Regions from separate parts of the Sus scrofa genome. Here region 1 is linked to region 2. A link is a contact called in public HiChIP or PLAC-seq data. All regions are on one chromosome and are shown on one strand. Each heading gives the region's core, a stretch centred on a gene start, on an enhancer-like site or on the middle of the called end of the contact. The rest is flanking DNA. Distances are from core to core; before and after follow the strand shown. Region 1 holds the start of LOC100627422. Region 2 overlaps PIK3AP1 (phosphoinositide-3-kinase adaptor protein 1).

What was found. HiChIP or PLAC-seq counts read pairs in DNA pulled down with a chosen protein or histone mark.
Region 1: an H3K27ac HiChIP or PLAC-seq map of alveolar macrophages shows a contact between it and region 2. The contact joins the promoter of LOC100627422 here to the enhancer-like site in region 2. A contact is called at or near these places in 1 of 5 promoter capture datasets (liver), 5 of 47 Hi-C or Micro-C datasets (blood, brain, embryonic fibroblasts and 2 more) and 1 of 2 datasets of contacts at active chromatin or transcription factors (alveolar macrophages).

The regions. Positions count from the first base shown.
Region 1 is chr14:108,301,185-108,307,044 of Sscrofa11.1, forward strand. It overlaps LOC100627422, which reads left to right and starts at 2,826. Exons shown (of 8, transcript XM_021074303.1): 1 at 2,826-2,961; 2 at 3,979-4,052. It also overlaps a transcript of PIK3AP1 not described here.
Region 2 is chr14:108,086,516-108,092,395 of Sscrofa11.1, forward strand. It overlaps PIK3AP1 (phosphoinositide-3-kinase adaptor protein 1), which reads right to left. Exons shown (of 17, transcript NM_001244503.1): 7 at 5,282-5,478; 8 at 2,524-2,713. Among named protein-coding and RNA genes, the nearest start is that of TM9SF3, 56 kb to the left of the region's middle. Within about 2 kb of position 2,361, at least 8 of the 83 cell types and tissues checked have an H3K27ac peak or open chromatin away from gene starts, as enhancers often do. A contact at or near this core is called in alveolar macrophages and liver, where this site is marked.

The DNA.
Region 1 (5,860 bases), core at 1,576-4,075, 220 kb after region 2:
TCCAAATAGACCTTGTAAGAGGTCAGCTATCTGTTGGTTCCCAATTTAAAATCAGTGAACACTAATTAAAATTCAAAGTAGAATACAGATTGAATTGGGAATTGGGAAACCTATCTTCTGGCTTTTGTTGCCCTCCTTCTACCTAGCACCTACATAACCTTGCTCAAGTCACCTGTTAGGGCTTCCAATTCCCTACCTTAAATTAGAGAACAGGAGTTCCCATTGTGGCTCAGCAGGTTGAGAATCCAACTAGTATCCATGAGGATGTGGGTTCGATCCCTGGCTTTGCTCAGTGGGTTAAAGGATCCAGTGTTGCCATGAGCTGCAGTGTAGTTCACAAATGCAGCTCGGATCTGGTGTTGCTGTAGCTGTGGTATATAGGCTGGCGGCTGTAGCTCCAATTCGACCCCTAGCCTGAGAACTTCCATATGCCATGGTTGTGGCCCTAAAAAGACCAAATAAATAAATAAAATAAAATATGGTACAAGTAAACCTATCTACACAACAGAAACAGACTCACAGTCATAGAGAACAGACTTGTGGTTACCAAAGGAGAAAGGTGGAAGGGATAAATTAGGAGTTTGGGATTAACATACATACACCATTATATATAAAATAGATAAACAACAAAGACCTACCAAATGGCACAGGGAACTATATTCAACATCTTTAAAAAAGAAAAAAAATTAGAGAATATATATCTCATGTTAAAGTTGATCTTTGAAGTCACTAGGATCCTCTTAATCTATATGTCTGAGACTCTTAAAGAGATTGTTTTGAGGAAATAATACCCTTGGTTTTGATGATTTTTAAAATTTTTATTTATTATTATAATTATTATTTGCTTTTTAGGCTGCCTTCACAGCATATGGAGATTCCCAGGCTAGGGGTCAAATAGGAGCTATAGCTGCCGGCCTACGCCACAGCCACAGCAATGCCGGATCCTTAACCCAATGAGTGAGGCCAGGGATCGAATCTGCTACCTCGTGGTTCCTAGTAGGATTTGTTTCTGCTGCGCCACATCGGGAACTCCGGTTTGATGATTTTTTTTAAACAACTTAGGTGGGATAATTGGAAAATACACTCATTGTTAACTCATTTTAGAGCTGTATGTTGTTCATTTATTTCAAACTTTATGAAACATACTTCCAAAAACCATAGACTTGGTTAAAAGCTACAAAAGACTCAAACGCACCACCTAGCGGTGAAGAAAGTTTCAGGTTGGCGACATCTCGCCATCCTACGTGCAGGATGGCTGTCCACAGCAATCTTTTATCTTGTTTTTGTTCTATCCCCTCACCACTCAGGATAGTTTCATGTACAAAGAAATTCAATACTTCCTGACTTAATAGCTTGTTCATGTTTATTTGACATACTCTTAACCAATGAAATATTGTGGACTTCTGAGAATGGAAACATGACTGCTTTTAAGATTTAGGGGGCTAAAGGTGCCTTTCTATCCATACCTCTCAAATCCCTCCTACCCAAGAGACCCACCCAATCCATCTCCTTATGGATGGACAGGCGATTCCACAAGTACCTGGTTCAGAGAACCAAGGCCACAGCCTTTGAAAGGACAAAAATCAATACACCAATGGGATCCTTGATGTCAACCATGTCTAATGACTTTGTATTACCTACTATAGTAATTAAAATTAAGCCTTCAAATTTAAATTTAAATATCTAAAAGCAGGAATACACCATCCTTAATTTTAAACCCCAAAGGTGGGGAAGAGATCAGAATCCTAGGGTACTGGGCCTACTGGTGAAGAGGGATCTATACCGGTTTTTCTTTTGGTTTTGCATTCTGCCCCCGCTCCCACCCCATCTCAACCAAACCCGCTGCATTTTCTCTCTCTTTTAGTTTCACCTTTTCCCTCTCTTTTCTCTTTTTCTCCCAAATAAGTCAAATAATTAAGATCAGGATCATGTTTAAACGGAACAGTTAGTGCCCTGCGCAGGGTGATTTGATAATTCCAGGTTTTCAACTGAAAAATCCCCTTTGTCATCGGAAATATTTCTCTTCGAGTCCTTTCCTGAAATATTAAGCCACTTTGCAACACTCTGCTTTAATTATCATTAATTAAGTACTTCTTTGAAATATCATTCGCACTTTAGCACAATTTTCTTAAACCCCTTTCCACACACACAGGAGGGGTTCTAAATATGCCGACTTTAGAATTTTGCCTTGCTAGTAGAAATCTAGTTTTTCACATTTAAAACGTTTGATTTTTTTTTTTTTTTTAAACTGGGTTCCCGAATGCCGACTGCCTTTCAGTGACTTAATAAAATGTATCTTTCTCACCTTGAAAAACTTTAGGGCTCAGTGCTTCTACTGGCATCCAGGCATTTATTCTTATTCTGCTTCTTAAACAGGCTCCTGGGAGGAGCAGTTTCGACCCAGAAGTTCAGAGAAGCAGTTACCACAGAACTTGCAACAGTTGGTATCGGGCGAAAGGCAGGCTGGAAGTGATAAATGAGGCTGGTTTAAGAAACAAAAAGCCCCGGGAAGGGAAAGAAGGGACCGCCGTGGCCTTGGGGGACAGCGCGGCGGCGGCGCCGGGCCGGCGGGGCCAAGCTCCTGCCGTGGGAAGGCTCCTTCCTGGGCGACCAGAGGCGGCGGCCGCGGCTCAGCACCGCGGGGACCGCAAGCTAAGCGAGGAGCGCCGCGCCGTGTGTGGGGCAGGCGCGCGCCCAGGATGCCCCCCGGGCCACGCCGGGGCCAAGCGAGGTGAGGCCGGCTCTGCCCCCGCACCGCCCCCGGCGGGAGGCGCGTCGCCCAGGCCGCGGGTGCGTGCGCGGCCCCGGGCGACGCGGCTGGGCGTGCGCGGGGCCGCGGCGGAGGCAGGGCCGGGCGGGCGGCAGAAGATGGCGAGGGTGTGTAGGCGGCAGCAATGCTCCGTTGAGAGACGCGGCTTTCGGCAAGAACTGGACTCGTGGCGCCACAAGCTCATTCACTGTGTAGGTGAGACTCTTCCCCAGCCGCTTCCGGACCTCGGGCTGCCCCGCCGCCGGCCGCCCCGGACGAGGGAGGGAGCCGGGACAGCAATTGCCGCTCCGGCCCGCCCGCCCTCTTTGGCTTGGGCGTCCCCCTCCCCCACCCCCCGGAGCGCGGGCGCGCGCGACCTCCGGGCGGGCTTTCCCCACTCGGGCCCGAGCGCGCGCGCCGGCCCCTCCTCTTTGCGCGCCCTCCCCGGGGAGGGCTCTTGGGCGGGAGCGCGTGCCCCTCCCCTCCCCTCCCTCTCTCTGCCCTCCCTCCCTGCCCGGCGGCCCGGCGCCGCCGCTGGCTTTTTGTGGAGACTCGTCCCGCAGCGTTGCCGCTTGACGGGGGACGCCGCTGCCAGTCCCGTGGTGCCCGGGGCGGGGGCGCGTGCTGGGCCGCAGCTTGGTCCCCTCCTCCGCTGCGGCCGGCGCCTTCCGCGTCCCGCGCTGCCCCTCCCCCCACGCACGGCGGCAGCGCGCGCCCCTCGCCTCGCGTGCACGGGCGGCGGGCGCTCGGGCGTGTGCGAGGCGTGAGGTGGAGATGGGGGCGGAGGGAGCCGGAGCTGTCACAGGCCCCGGGTCCGCCTGACCGAGCCAAGTGGGGTGTCATGGCCGCGGGGGGCAGCGGCTGCACTTCCTCTGCGGGCGGCGGCGGCGGCAGCGGCCGGGGAGTTAATCCTCGACGCTCGGGTCGGTGTGTGTGTATTTGTGTTCAGTGTGTGCACGGCGGGAGGAAGGGGGGGGTGGGACCGGTCCGACCGGGAAGCCGGAGCTGGGGTCGCTCTTGTGCTCTTCTGGGGGATTTTCCGGAGCCGTCGCCGCACGAAGAGCCTCGTCCGCCCCGCCCCCCCCCCTCGCCTCCCGGACCTCGGGGCGCCTCGAGTGGCTTTTTCCCCCGCGGGCAGGAGGGAGTGTGGACCGGGGCGCTCCGGGAGGGGCCGGGCGGCCGAGCAGCGCCTCTCACACTATGTGTTTTGTCTGTTTTTCTCTCCCAAGGTCCCGTTTCCCTCTGTGCGGCGGCCGGCGGGACCATAAGGGCTTAACTCATATATTTAACCCCCCTCCAAAAAGTAAGTGGCCCGTTTGGTGTCTCCGCTCCGCCCGCCGCCCCCTAGCCCCAGTCCGTCCTGTGTCTGACTCTCCTGTTCTCCAGCATTGTTATTTCCCCATCTTTGCTTCGGTGCTGCTGATGTGTGGGGAAATGCTCGCTCGTCGTCCTCCGTCTCCCACGCCCAGTCCTCGGGGAGGTCCAGAATTCCCACCCCCCACCCCACCGTGGGGAATAATCTTGGTCTTACCAACAGAATCTAGGAGATTCTATCCGTTCGCTTGGGCCCCTCATCCCCTCCTTCCCGACAGGGTTTCGTTGGAAGGAATTATGCAAATCCTGCTTTCTGGTGTCCATTCAGCGGCAATTTCATGCGGTGAGAAGTTCTCTTTGTTGTGCGAGGGGGAGAACAGACACTGATTTAATAGACATATCTGTTGGGGGGAAGGGTGGAGGGGGTGTGGAGAAGCTCACTTTGGAAGAATTACAGCACTTGGTTGGCTCAGTGTCTTTGTGTTTGAGCTTTCTGGCTTGACAGGAGGGTATGCCCTTTCCAGTGTCCCACAAGGGATGTTTTCTGTAATAGGTTAAAAAACAAAACTGAAACTTTAAACAAGTGAAAAATAAGGTAACCTTTAGTTTGAGAATGTAAGCCTTTCCATTTCTGCGGGGTCTTCATTATGAAAATGTCTGAATTTTGTTAAGAATTGGATTGTAATTATCAAAATTAATATAGGCAACAATGCTTTAAGGTATCTGATATCATTTTGGTTGTCCAAAGGTTAAAAAGGTTAAAAGTGCATTTTAAAAGATACACTTGTGTAAATAATAAAGGCTGGAGTCCATTTTTTGCTATAATTTGTCTTGTGGACATATTTTAAAATTACCCTCCTGCCAATCCAAGCTTAGCTCTGCCCTCCAGGAACCAGCCTTTTGGTTATTAGTTATCATTTGCTCTATCTTTGCTTGTTTTATTCTTTGAAACCCATCATACGTTTGCTGAAATGTTACATAAGCATTTGCACTTTTTGAATTATGTACTATTTGTAGCCATCATATAAGAGACTTTATAAAGGCATGTAGAAGGTTTTGAGAGGCATGAGATTAATAATGAGTTTTCAGATTTGTGAATTAATATAAAATCCTAAAATTATTTTGAGGAATTTTTAGTTCTTGTATTTGTTTCATTTTTTTAATGATTTTTTCCCCCAGTGGGGCTTTTTAGTTTTTAAAAGATTTTGAAATTGACAGCTGTAACCCTATAAATTTCTAAGTTACTATTGCTTTAGTTTAGATGGTTATATTCTAATTTTGTTTGCTTTGAATCCTTTCCTTTTTCCTCAGGCCTCCTTTTTAATCAGTCAGTGTTTAGTGTTAGTAGTGAGTTACTGCTGCTTGACAAGGTGTTTTGGGGTTTTTTTTTTTTTAAACTAATAAAATTCCTCTGTAAATATCTGAGTCGAGTGTCAATTTTTAGATTCTTTTTTTTAAAGGAAGGATTTTAATCTGGTGATCAGTTTTCTAAAAACATGCTTTTAACTGCAAATTTCCACTTTCGAGGTAGTAAAGTTAAAGACATTATTTACAGTTCAGACTGAAGATCAGTATTTTAATCTGAGGTAATATACACTTGATAGTCTCCTGACTAAAATAGGTTGGGTCTTGTATTTTCTTTTTTATGGTATGTAATTTTGCTCTTTGAGAGTTCTAAGTAAATCATTTGTAGCATTAACTTTCTATATAGAAGATCCTCATTTATATACACTCCAAAAGGCAACTGTTTGTCACTAGCAGATGTAATAATTCCTCTTTTATTTTAATGGGTTTTGT
Region 2 (5,880 bases), core at 1,111-3,610:
AAGCTTGGTCCCTGACTTCCCAAATGGGTACCAGTTGTTCTCCAAATGTTCTTTTGTGAATGCCTCTCTGTTCCACACTGAAAAGGACCATTTCTTCCCCTCTCCTCCCCCTGTCTCACCAACTCCCGGGAGAGGCAAGTAGCTGAAACACAGCTGTTCCAGAACGCTTATTGGGTACACGGAGAGATGGATGGATGCGTAAGGGCAGGGGGCGCCAGAGGCTGCTTTGTGAGCTAACATCTGGGCCACAGAAAGAGGAAGCATGGCTGTAGCTGCTAGATGGTTTTTCTGAAAGAAACCAGGACTAAAATTTGTAGTGTTAGAGGGAAATTTCAGGCCCAGAATGAAGACTATGGTCCTAGAGACAGAGAGACCCGGGTTCAAAACTGGGCTCTATCCCTTATTAACCGTGAGACTTTGGGAAAGTTGCTTAACCTCTCTGTGCCTCACTTTCCTCATTTGTAAAGTGCAGGCTAAGAAAAGCATCCTTGTACGGTCCCTCTGAGGATTCAGTGACATGGAGGATGTGGATGGTAGGGGTGATGCCTTCTTTCCTCACCTCCCTGCCGGGTCACTGCTCACTGAGGAGGAGCTCCCACCAGCACTTCCAGTCCTCCCAGTTAGGTGCTGGGCAAGAGCTTCCACTGCTCTTTCCCCCTTTCCCTCCCTCCCCAAGAGAAGCAGCCAATCTGACTGGCAAGCACCTCGCAAACACTGGACCATAGCTTCTAAGTGCTGGGGTGGCAGTATCAAAGGCCCTGCTGGTGTCAGGGTTCACCTCTGGTCCCCCGACCTGCCTGCATCTCTTGCTCCAAAGCATTCTCTTGACGCCCGCTTTTCTATTCATGGATGGGAAAATCAGGCCCACCTCCCCACAGTCTTCTTCTCAGGCTGAAAGTTGGCAATACCCAATCTAGCCCATTCCAGAAAGTCCTCCATCAATAAAGGTGATGGATGCGTTGATGGTTATTTGTCTTGTCTTTCTTGACTTGATTAATTAGACCAGAAGGAAGGAGAGCAAAGCTGTAGGCAATGTTTCAGAGCTCTTAGCATCTGACGGTAAATGGTGGTAACATATAAAGAAGGCTCTTAGAGGGCCCGTCGCGTAGTCCTCCTACTTCAGTTCTGACCCGTGCATTGTAATCCAATGTTTAAACCAGTGGTTCTCAGGGGGAGCGGCACTGCCCTCTAGAGGGCATTTGGGAAAAACCTAGTAGGGTATTTTGGGCTGTCACCTTGATGTAGGGAGGCTACTTGCAATGAGCAGAAGGGAGAAAGATGTTAGACATCCTTCTTTGTGGGGGATAGCCCCGTTTTATGTCCCTCTTGACTTTTAAATATTTCACTAGACACACATATAGATTAAAAAACTGCTTATTATATGTATTTGTACATATATATTTGTACTTATCTGTTTATATGCATATGCATGTGTATATAAATTTTTAAAATTTAAATCAGCAAGTATCAGGAAAAATATGGGCAAAAATACCCACCAAACTATTATGTATGTTATACTGGTTGGTTGAGTGGACTTTTAATAACTCGGTTATACAGTTTTATTTTGTTTCAAATTTTTGTAAGAATGTATTACTTTTGCTATTGAAAAAAAATGATTAAGATCACCAAAAATGGGAAAAATTTGGTAAGCAATTTACTAAAAAAATCATGTCCTGGAGATATGGTATTTTGGCAATAATTTTATTATATATTAATCCAATAAAATTAGCTTATTAAAAAGCCTTGTTTATAATTTTCTTAGTCTAGACACTAAGCTGCTTCGTTTACACATACAACTTACATTTTTGCATGGTTTTGATTTACACTGAATTTTTCAGGAATTCAACTGCTATGAAAATGGAAAGGAGTGTGAGGAATCGCTGGCCATTTAGGAAGATCCAGGCGCTGATGCCAACACTGCCAGCAGTATCCAAGTCACCGACACAATAAACGTGTCGGCTCGTGTTGGAGGCCATGACATTGGCAGTGATTCTGAGTGTGGGTGACTGCATCCAAGAAACCTTGGTGTTTCGCAACCCTTATTTCATTATGTCCTCATGTGTAGTTACATATGAGGATTTCCTCTCCTTTTACTGTGCTTTTATGTTTCACTTAGGACATATGCTTGATTTCTAGAATTTCATATGGAGGCAGGTAGTATTATATGAATCTCAGGTCAAGGGAGTAAGGGGGCATTACAAAATGTTTGCTTGGAAAAGGGCCCACTGGAACTGCCAGAGTTCGAAATTACTGATGTTAGCTCACAAGGCAGCCTTCATCAGCTCCGAGTCCCGGGCCCTTACTTAAACTTTCCGGTAACACAGCAGTCACAGCAGGGGAAGTCTGAAGGAGGATTCTGCTTGCCACAGCACATGACAACCAGTCTAACTCTGTGTAAATAGGATCTTCACCTCTCCAGGGTGGGGTGGGGTTAAGCAGGGACTTCCCCCCCCACCCCCCACCAGAAGGAAGAAACCACTGGTCAGCAGAAAGATGGAAGCAGAACTAAGCCGGGCTACTTACAGAGGTCCTCGGTGGCCGCTGGGACGAAGGCTGCCATGGACTCGTACAGCTCCTCGTCGCAGCCGGGGTTGAGGGAGCACTTCATGAGCAGGTCTGTGGAAAGGTGGGCCATGGACTCATACACAGAGTCAGATTCCTCCCCTTGCATCAGTTCCTCTTTAATGTGACTCTTCAGCATGTCCACGGTTTCCTGAAAGAGAACGTGGGACCCACGGCTCGCTGACACAGCCGGGCTTTCTGGGTAGAGTCAGGCTTGTGACAGCAAAGGAAAGGCTCCCATGCGTCAGAATTACAACTATGTGCAAGTCTGTGTTTCCCACTAGACTGAAAGCTCCTTGAGGCCAGGCTTCCAGTTTTTTCCTTTGTTTTATGTTTTAATCTTCGTATTGTCTTCTGACACTAAGCACGGAGTCATGCATTTATAGGAGATACATGTTAAACATGCGATTCCCAGAGGATACAAAATAAAAACTCTCTCATGAGCACCTACTATGCGCCAGGGACAATGCAGAGGATGTGCCTATACATCATCTCATGACATCCTTTCCACTGCTACTTACAGAAGTATCCTGTTCCCTGGTTCACAGAAGAGAAAGCCAAAGCTCAGAAAATCTAGCGCCTTCCTCAGGGTCTGCAATCCTGGGTTCTGACTTTTCTGCTACACCCTACTGGTTCCTCAAAAGGGAGCACATGGCAGACCAAGGTGTAACCCTTGCTGATTAGCCAGATGGAAATTCAAATGGGAGAAACAGGGCTGCAGCTAAGGTGTTCATACAGTTGTGTGTGGTCAGAAGTCCCTCAAGAACTGAGTTCACTAGTCCCCGTTGCTCCCAGCAGGCTGTTCCAAAGTCTCCCCCTACTCCACTCAGTTTTATATCCTGTGCCCAAGAGCAGAGATAGTCTTAGATGAAATGCCCTTAAATCAGAGAGGCCCCCCTCTGCTATTCTGTCTCCAGGTAGTTGTGAGGCCAAAGAGCTGGCTTCTCTGAAGCCCTGCACAACTTTTCCCGATAAGAAACCTTGGTGTTTCACAATCCTTATTTCAGCAACAACCCACAAAAATCCTCATTTTCATCATCGCCACCCCAAGAGAGCTAATATGCTATTGACACTCTGTGCTGATTTCCGGAGGAGCCCCAAGGAGTGAACCAGGTGAGAGTTGTGGAGGGTTGGAGGCTCGATGTCTGGCATTTGGTTTTGATGTAGTGGAAAGGGGAAATGGGCAGTGCTTCGAGGTCATCAGCAACATGGGAGAGCAACCCTTTGGGGGCAATGCTGAGGATGCACTGGTTGAAGTGATTCTAGTCAGAGAACAAAGATGATGTGAGAAATGTGACCCAGATTAACTTCAATGCAAACTGTCAGTGAATCTTTCCAGATCCCTGTGACATAGAGTAGGAAAACAAGCCCCAGCTTCAGCATCAACTAGGTTCAAATCCCATCTCCACTCTTACTAGTGTGGGGCCCTCTGCCTTTCTAAGCCCTTTTTCTCCTTTGTTGAAGAGAGATAACAATACTGTCAACTTTGAAAGACTATGGTGAGATTAAAGGAAATAAAGCGTTTGCCTATCAAATAAATTCAATAAATAGCAGTCATGACTATAATCACATTATGTCCTTAAAAACATCTATTTTCAGGGAAATGAAACACCACATTTTATACCTGTGTGGCTTCAAAGTAAGGCCAAGTAAATACTCCTGGACTGTGAGTACCTTTTAGCTTCATTTATATCAATGATACCAAAACAGGCACTCATGCTGTTCTATTCATTTAATACGCTTTATCACCCCCTCAAATGTGGGGGAGCCCTCTCTGTACATCTCAGTGAGTCACTGCCTTGCAATTGTCAAGTATGGAGCAGAGAGGTAAGTGTCTGGGGGAGGTGTCAGGCTCACTCCTGTGGTGAGTCTTGCTCCTGAGGTGTCAGTCTTGCTCCTAAAGAGCAAGACTGGATTGTGTTTACTGTTCCTGTTGAGGCCACAGACCCATGTGAGAGGCTGAGCTCTTCCCGCATCACTGCCATGAAGAGTGAAAATGAAGAAAACCAGAAAAGGAGCCTCGAAGGGCAGCTGCCCCCAAAACAATGGAAGCAATATTAGGGCATGGAACAAGGCCTGGGCATTGGATGAGATCTGCCAACGCCGGATCCTTAACCCACTGAGCAAGGCCAGGGGTCAAACTCAGGCCCACATGGATACTAGAGGGGTTCATTACCCCTGAGCAACAATGGGATTTCCTACTATGGTCTATCCTAAGGAAGGAACCAAGCCTAACACAGTTCACCTGGGCTTGATGGTGGGCATGGCAGCTGGAAGCATCCTGCCAAGGTACCTTGGAGGTAGGTGGGGAGGTGACTGGGAAAAAGGGATGAGCATCAGCCTTTAGCAGATTTACCCCATAAATGTCTGTAAATTCTTTAAGGGTGGGTCTCAGTGCTTTATACACATTACTTCCTTTCACTCTCAAAACACCCCTAGGAGTAGACCTATCATTATCCTCCTCCTGCATGTTAGGAAACTGAGAGAGGACAGAGAGAAGATTTGCCCAAAGTCGGCTGACAAGTGTTGGTACAGGAATTTGGCCCCAGATCCATGTGACTCCAGGGCTCATCCCTTAAGCTCACTTGTACTGGCTCTGCCAGAAGAGGCACATGAGGACATGCGAGAGATGAAGTCCACCCAGGTCTTTGGTGAGAAAGCATCCCTGGGACCACAGGGTGTACTTCCAGTGCTGAGGCCTCTCCCGCCTTGAACTTACCACATACTCGTCAATGAACTGCCGCAGGTCCCGGAAGCCATGCTTCTCGGCGATGGTGTTGGGGTAGTGGCCGTGCTTGTTGGCCACACTGTAGGCCTGCAGGGCTCCCGGGCAGGTGAGCAACAAGGCAGTGAGGTTCTTCAGCCCATACTTGGCAGCAAAGTGCAACAAAGTAGGCAGCTCTTCCTCTCTCTGATCTGAAAAGTTATCAAGGAAAACAATGAACAGATAAAAAGGAAGGCACAGGGCACCTTGTTCATAGAGATGAAGCTGACAAGCCTAGTGTGGCACCCAGCAGGCATTCAATCCCTACTTCTTGGTTGATTGCCCAACATCTCACAGCTTCCTCTGCAGCACCACCGAAGATTATGTCCTCAGATAACAGAAGAAATGATATGTCAATTAATTAGCAAATCTAAAAATCAACATCCTACCTTCTTTCTCTAAAAGGATCAGAGAATCCTGAGAAATAATACCAGTTCAAAAATCTGCTGATGTTCTAAAGGCTTAAATAGAAGCCACAAAGTACAACGGGGGCCATGTTTTAACCTTCTCTGCAAATTTCAGAGCACTTTAAAACAATTGCTTTATGCTGATTA